2 separate regions of the Pan troglodytes genome follow, and region 2 is linked to region 1. A link is a contact called in public HiChIP or PLAC-seq data. All regions are on one chromosome and are shown on one strand. The core of a region is the stretch at or near the end of the contact, and the rest is flanking DNA. Distances in the headings are between cores, read along the strand shown. Region 1 holds the start of LEPROT (leptin receptor overlapping transcript). Region 2 holds the start of JAK1 (Janus kinase 1).

Evidence for each region. HiChIP or PLAC-seq counts read pairs in DNA pulled down with a chosen protein or histone mark.
Region 2: an H3K4me3 HiChIP or PLAC-seq map of stem cell-derived excitatory neurons shows a contact between it and region 1, with 10 times the contacts expected there. The contact joins the promoter of JAK1 here to the promoter of LEPROT in region 1. A contact is called at or near these places in 2 of 7 Hi-C or Micro-C datasets (induced pluripotent stem cells and stem cell-derived neural progenitor cells) and 1 of 1 datasets of contacts at active chromatin or transcription factors (stem cell-derived excitatory neurons).

The regions. Positions count from the first base shown.
Region 1 is chr1:165,574,551-165,577,988 of NHGRI_mPanTro3-v2.0_pri, reverse strand. It overlaps LEPROT (leptin receptor overlapping transcript), which reads left to right and starts at 1,902. Exons shown (of 4, transcript XM_009459949.5): 1 at 1,902-2,133. The coding sequence starts at 2,118. LEPR (leptin receptor) reads left to right here and starts at 2,115. Exons shown (of 20, transcript XM_001161937.6): 1 at 2,115-2,133.
Region 2 is chr1:165,926,280-165,929,717 of NHGRI_mPanTro3-v2.0_pri, reverse strand. It overlaps JAK1 (Janus kinase 1), which reads right to left and starts at 1,533. Exons shown (of 26, transcript XM_063801056.1): 1 at 1,390-1,533; 2 at 396-567.

The sequences.
Region 1 (3,438 bases), core at 653-3,152:
CAAATATATGGGAGACTAGTTGCAGATAAAGGCCAAATACTAAGGTTTATCATGTAGATTTTTCTTGTATTGTCTCCAGGCTGACAGGGGTCTAAAATTGTCTCTGGTGATTAATCTTTGTCCTTCCTGGTAGAGCAGGCAGGAGGTACACCTTGGTAAACTTATATCCTGCTTTTTGGCAAATAGAGGGAGGGCAGAGTGCTTTTCTAGTACCTTGTACCTATCTGCTTCTTCCTAATTGCCTTCAGCTCAAAATAATCCTTAAACCAAAGTGGCATACACTGCCAATGCTCTTGAGTAGATTGAAGGCTCCAAAGTAAAAAGTGCTGTACTGTAGTATTGGATCTCCAAGCATCCGCAGTGAGTCAGGTATTACAATGCTGTTTTCAGTGAGTGTGCCATCCATCTATGAGGAGAAATGAGAGGAGCTAGAAAAATAAACTGACAGCTAGAAAAATACTCCACTGAATCAACAAATAGACATTTCTTGAAACAGTAACATGCTCAATGTGCAATTTTGAAAAAGTAAACTGAGCAAGGATCACGACACATGATGGTGGCGAGAATTTATACTTCTCAGGTAGCCAGGGGAAGCTAGGTTTCCACAGATTCCTTTGTCTTTCAGTCCTTTTGAAAACTGAGAAAAAGCAAGAGACGAGGGACCGCACCATCAGGTAGAGTGGATCTCAGCTAGAATGAGGGGAAGTGGCCCAGAATCCAGCCTCCTCCAAAGAGCTGTGTGACAGGCAAGTCCTATCCTTTCTGCTCCTCTTTCCTTAAATGTAAGATGAAGCATTTGGACCAGACTGTTTCAATGATCTTCTAGATTGCTTTTGCCAAAACAGAACTCTCCATTCCTGTGAGTAAGATAAGTACACAATGGCTCTCAGAGATCTAAAAACTGGCCTTGGTTACCTGCAAACTTTGAGGCCCCAAGGCACAAAAATAATAGCTTTTTTTTAAATTATTTTTTTTTAAGGTTCATGAAAGCTTCGGACACAAAAGCTTATATGGTCTTCGTCTCTATAAATAAACCAGGGAGTAAAGAAAAACCCCGCTAGTTTCAGTAAAGCGTTGCTATTAAGCAAAGCAAACCTATGCAAATATCAAGTTCTTAACGAGGAGTGTTTCCTAAGGGGCCTGTCCTCTGGTACCCCGCCTCTCCTCTGCCACAGTCATGTGAAGGCAGACAGGCACACACTCGCACACTAGCACGCACTTGGGAGCTCAGGGAACATAACACTGGTTAGTGAGTCGGTGTCCCTCTCCCATCGATTGCAACTTTTCCCCTCCTTCCCTCTCCTGCCTCTCCTCCCTTTCTACATCTCCGTTCTCAGGAAGGCTCAGGGAGGATCCCCCGCTGCGTGCACTGCGTTCTGAGAGGCCGGGGAGAGACTCTGGGCCCGCGGTCGGGGCGGAGCCAAGGTCCCAACCCACATTGAACGGGCTTGAGGATTACTTGGAGGGCTCAGGATCTAGGAGGAGGGCCCAGGGCACTGGGTTGGGGTTACTCTGGGAAAGCTCTGTGGGACCAGGTGGGACCTTGGGGCTGGAGATGGACTCTGCGAGCTGGGGGCGGAGTTCTAGACTGGCAGAAGCGGAGTTCTGGGTGGCGGAGGCGGGGTCGGGACCAGCAGGGACGGCCTCTGAGAGTTGGGGGCGGAATTCTGGGCAGGTGAGGGCTGGGGCGGGACAGGCAGGGGGAGGCCTCCGCGAGCTAGGGGAGGAGCTCTGCATTGTCTGGGGCGGGGCTTTGAGTAGCGGTAGCGAGGTCTGGAGCCGCAGGCGCTGCCTCCGCGAGGTAGGGGAGGAGCTCTGTACTGTCAGGGGCGGGGCTCTGAGTAGCGAGGCGGGGTCTGAACTATCAGGCGCGGCCTCTGCGAGCTGGGGGCGGGGTTCTGCACCGGCGGGGGCGGGGTTCTGAGTGGTGGGGGCGGGGTCTGGAGCAGCAGGCGCGGCGTTTGCGAGCTAAGGTCGGAGTTCTGCACCGGCGGGGGCGGGGCTCTGCGTGGCCGGGGCGGGCTCGGGATCCGCGGGGCGACTCCCGGTCTGGCTTGCGCAGGCTGCCCGGGCCGTGGCAGGAAGCCGGAAGCAGCCGCGGCCCCAGCTCGGGAGACATGGCGGGCGTTAAAGGTACATCGCGGTCCCCGGCTCGCTCGTCGTGTGGTGGGGTTGCCACCTCCGTTCCGGTCAAGCCTGGGGCTGCGCCTTCCGCGCGCCGTTGGGGAACGGCCTCACCACCCTTCCCGCCTCTCCGGTTCGGGAGGCGATCGACCGCTCTCTTCGTCCCTTGGGGTGTGGGTGGAGCGGCGTTTCGGGGGAGCCTTGGCCCTTTTTGCAAGGCCGCTGGCCTTCCTGCTCTCCAGTGGCGGCACCAGACCCCTCCCCAGGCGGAGCCCTCGGCGAGAGCGGCGCCCTCCACCCCTCCTGAGTTTTTAAACAAGGTTTCCACTTCTTGACGCCACCCTAACGCCTTTCTTCTGGTTTTCTGCTCCTCCGCAGTTTCCTATTTGCCACAAAGGACCCTTTGTCTCCAGCGTTCTTAGCATTGGGAAACTTAATCCTCTTTTTCCTAATGATTTTTCCAACTGGGCAGAGTTGACCGCGGGCGGGTGTCAATGGAAAGCACCCAGAAAGACGGTGTTTCTCGCAGTCGTGGAGAGTAGATTACGTGTAATTTTAATACTGCTTTCTTCGGTGTTTTCTCTGTTTATGGACAGAGAAGAAAGCAGTGTGTGTGTAGTATGTGTTTTTTGCATGGGGCAGTTGGTAAAAACACCGCGTCTCTTATCTGTATGGCTTCAGAGCAATGCGAGACGGAAAAGGTTTTTTGCAAGGCTTCCTGTATTTTGGTAGGAAAACATTCCATTTCTAATCTGTCGAATAGAGTAGCATGACTTGTTTTTATATTGGCGTTTATATCATCCTTGAAATTTGCACCCAAAGATATCCCCAGTTAACATCTGCTATAAACATGTAGATGGTATATATACGAGTACGCCTCTGTTCACTATGAGTTTATCCGAGTATGTGAGCTGTTAGCAGCAGACATTTTATCGTTATTTCTGGCTGACTTTTATACTTAATATCAGTTTAGTAAACATGGTTTACTTGAAGAGTGTCGACTGTGTTATATATCCATTTGAAGCCAATGCCGAAAACAGATGAAAAGTAGTGTCTCAGTACTACACATGATCAGAAACTACCAAATCATGATCACGTTTATGTGTGAATGTGTTAGAAAATTGTGATGTAGTGAAAAAAAAGGAAGTCTGAAATGGAAACGGACTAAGGGAAGGAAGCATTTTACAGATTGTTCAACTTTTATTGAGGAACTACTGTATGCCAGAGACTTAGGATACAAAGATAAATGAGAAGTTATTGGTGGGTGACAGAGCTGGAAATAATTATATTACTATGTCAGTGTTTATGTTGGGC
Region 2 (3,438 bases), core at 284-2,783, 350 kb before region 1:
AAGCCCTGGGGTCAGCTGCGGCCAGGAGCCGGCGTCTCCGCCAAGTCCCCTCCCCCTTCCTGAAAACCGACCTGGACCAGCACAAATAACAGCAAAGCACCCCTCTCCCCAATAATGTTTCTAATAAAAGAAACAGACTCTCATGCCTATATTAAAAAACCACGAGCTCTAGCTGACGGAAATAAACAGGTGAGCCCGGGTAGAAGCGGGAAAACACTGGGAATGGGAGAATGAAGGGGGAGAAGGCGTTCCCGAACGTGCAGAGAAACCGAGGCTTCCCCGCCCTCCCTCCACCCTCCTCCCCTCCGGCCGGGGAGAATCTGCGTGGCAGGGTGCAAGCTAAAAATGCCACTGACGGACCCCTCTTCCCGCCCCGTGCCCGTTCTCCCTCCTACCCCAGACTCCAGCGTCCCGGCCTCGTGGTAGCGCCCGGTCCCCGGCGCCGCGCGGGGCTCGCCCTCTCTCCCGACCGCCGCCGCCGCGGGGACTCCGGTCTTCCTCTCTCCTCCCTCCCTCCTCCTCCTCCGGCACCGCCGCCTCCTCCTCTTAGACTCCTCCCGCCGGATCCTTCATGTAAACAACATCCAGGCTCTATTTACAGTCGCCGCCGGACGGCGAGGGACCCACGCCAGCACCCTGGACGCGGGCGGGGGCGGGGGAAAAGCGAGTGCGCAACATTTACACACACACCCCGCCCCTCCGCGCCGCTCCCCTCCGGGGGCCGAGCCGGGCGCCCGGGGCTCCCCGCGTTGCCACTGACACCCCAGCGAGGGCCGCGCAAAACCGCGGAAATGCCCATGGGCGAGGTCGCCCCGCTACCCCTCGGGAAAAACACACGCACGCGCTAACAACAACAAACCCAGTCCGGCAACACCCTCGGAGTCGGTCCCGGAGTGCGGAGGCCCGGCCCGGCCCGCCCCGCGCCGCCGCCCCCGCGCCCCGCCGCCTACCCCGAGGTGGCGAACTGCGTGCGGTCCCCGGAGGAGGCTGAAGGCAGGCGCTAGGCGCTGGGCAGTGGCGCGCCCTCGGCCCCCGGCGCCGCCTGGCCCGCCCCCAGACCCCAGTGCGGATGCCTAGCGGGCCGAGCCCCACGGCTGCGTGTGCGTGTGCGCCGCGGCCAGCCTCGCCGGAGCCGCTCTGTGCGCCCCACGGCTTCCCGCGCCCCCAGGCCGGCTCCGACGCGCCGCGAGACGGGGCCGGGAGCGCAGCAGCCAGCGCTCCACGGCGGCGCACGGGCGCGCACTCGGACGTCCACACTCTGCGCCCCGAGCCCCGCGCGGCCGCACGCCCCACGCAGCCCGCCTCCCGCCTCCCGCCTCACGCCTCCCGCGGGCGCTCGGCCCCGCGCGTCCCGCCGCCCCCGCGCCCGGCCGCCGCCCCCACACCCACCTGCGCCCCCGGGGGTCCCGGGCCCCCCTTCCTTTGTTCTTCCCGCTATTTGCATGAGGATTATCTAATGACGCAGCAAGGCTCGCCACAACGTGACCGTCGCCATTTTTCTGTTTTTATTCTATCTCTGCCATGTGATAGATGGCGGGGGGGTTGGAAAAGGGAGAGAGACGGGATTAAAAAAAAAAAAAAAAACTTCCGGGTCTCATGACCGGGAAGGGAGAAAAACAAAAGGGAGACGAGACACAACTCTAGGGGAAGGATGTGTGTGCGTGCGTGTGTGTGTGTGAGAGTGTGTGTACGTGCGCGCGCCCTCCCTCCTCTGCTGGGAGAAAGGAGGCTCCGGCAGCGGACAGGCAGCATCCATCCTCCCACCCTGGAGACCAGTGGCTCCGGTGGGTCCAGCTCGCACCCTCTGATTGTGGCGGTCGCCCGTCCTGGCCCCCCCACGCGCCGCGGAAGCTGGGGGAGCTGTCAGCCTGCTCCCCTCCTCTGGCTGCCTTCACTCGCCTGTCCGCCCCAGAGCTCGCTTTCCCTCCCGGGCGGCTGTACCGTTGTGGGCTACGTTCAGAGAAGTCCCACTATTGCCATGAGCAGGGACATAATAGAGTTTAAAGGCCGCCGTATTTTCTAAGTTTTAAAACAGTTTGCTTCGACGCTGTTGTTTATGACAACCGCGTGGCAACACCAGGCACAATCTAATGTTGGTTCCAATCCTTCCCCTCTTTCTCTACCCCCGCTTTCCCCCTTTTCCCAAAGTGGGGCACACCTTGGTGTGGTCTTCAATGGGGATTGGTTTTGTGGGGATGGACCATTCACTACGGATTGATTGATTTAAGAACCGTTTATTTAAATAAGTGGTGTTCAGGGTCAGAGGATTGTTTCAGAAGACAGTTGCATAGAGCAAGGTGGATTCGTGTTACACTGATCTTTTCACATTCAAAGGGAGTGGTAGACATTTCATTCTTTCCGAAGTTCACAGTTGCTGAAAAAAAAAATATTTGGGAACTCTGCCACTGTTTTCCGGTGAGATACAGAATTTTGTACTCTTGTTTACTACTGGGTTCCCTTCAGGCACTTTCACTTTTGTTTTTCGTGAGTTTCCTTTCTGGTTTTTTTTTTTTTTTCCTCTATTTCTTAATTCAGAGCAGAAATGGACTTCATAGTTGAGCAGGGTTCCTGGCTTTTACAGGGAGAGAAACGGAGGCTCTGAGTAGTGCTAGGAGTTGCTCTAGGGCACACATTTAATTAGAGCCCAGCTTGGATTGCGCCCTGCTCACCTGTCGTTTCTCTTAGGGGTTGGCTATAGAGGATGGGGTGGGGACGGGACTCACGGAACATCGCTATGTGCTTATTGTGAATTATTTTTATTAGATTCACAGAGTTGACCACTCTCCCCTTTGTGCATCCACTGTATGGTTTTTACATTTATTTTCTGGTGCCTTTCACAGATCAGCGTACGGCACAGTTGCTGTATCTCCCACTGAGGGTAAGCTTTGAGGCCAGGGCCATGCCATACTCATTTTATATCTCCCATATTTAGCACCATGACTAGCAATGAATGAGCAAATGAAGGCCTGAAGGGGATCTTTTCCATAATTCCATCCTAGGAAATTCCTTGCATGTTTCTGGTGAAGGTAGAACACTGGAGATGCTTTTTGATTCTTACACCTTTGCAGACCATTTTTGGCAGTCTTCTTTAGTTACAAAGCCAGGCAAAACATGTTTTGCTTTTCTCAATTTTTTAAATCAACTGCTTCCCCCCTCGCCCCGCCCCGCCCCTCGTTTTACCATATTTGGTTCCTCTTCTTTAAATTCTTTCTGATTCATATGAATAAATTAGTTATGCCAACCTTTGCACTTTGTGAGTTGCTTTTGCTTTTAGACTCCAAAAGTTTGATAAAGTTTAAGGTGTGATTTAACCTGGTGCAGACTGGAAGCAAATCATCATGAGCAGACAAGACTCTGATTCTTCCTGGGATCACTGAACTGGGAGGCTGGCGGTTGAGCAGGCAAAAGAGGGCTGTTGAAAAGATGTTAGCATCAGGC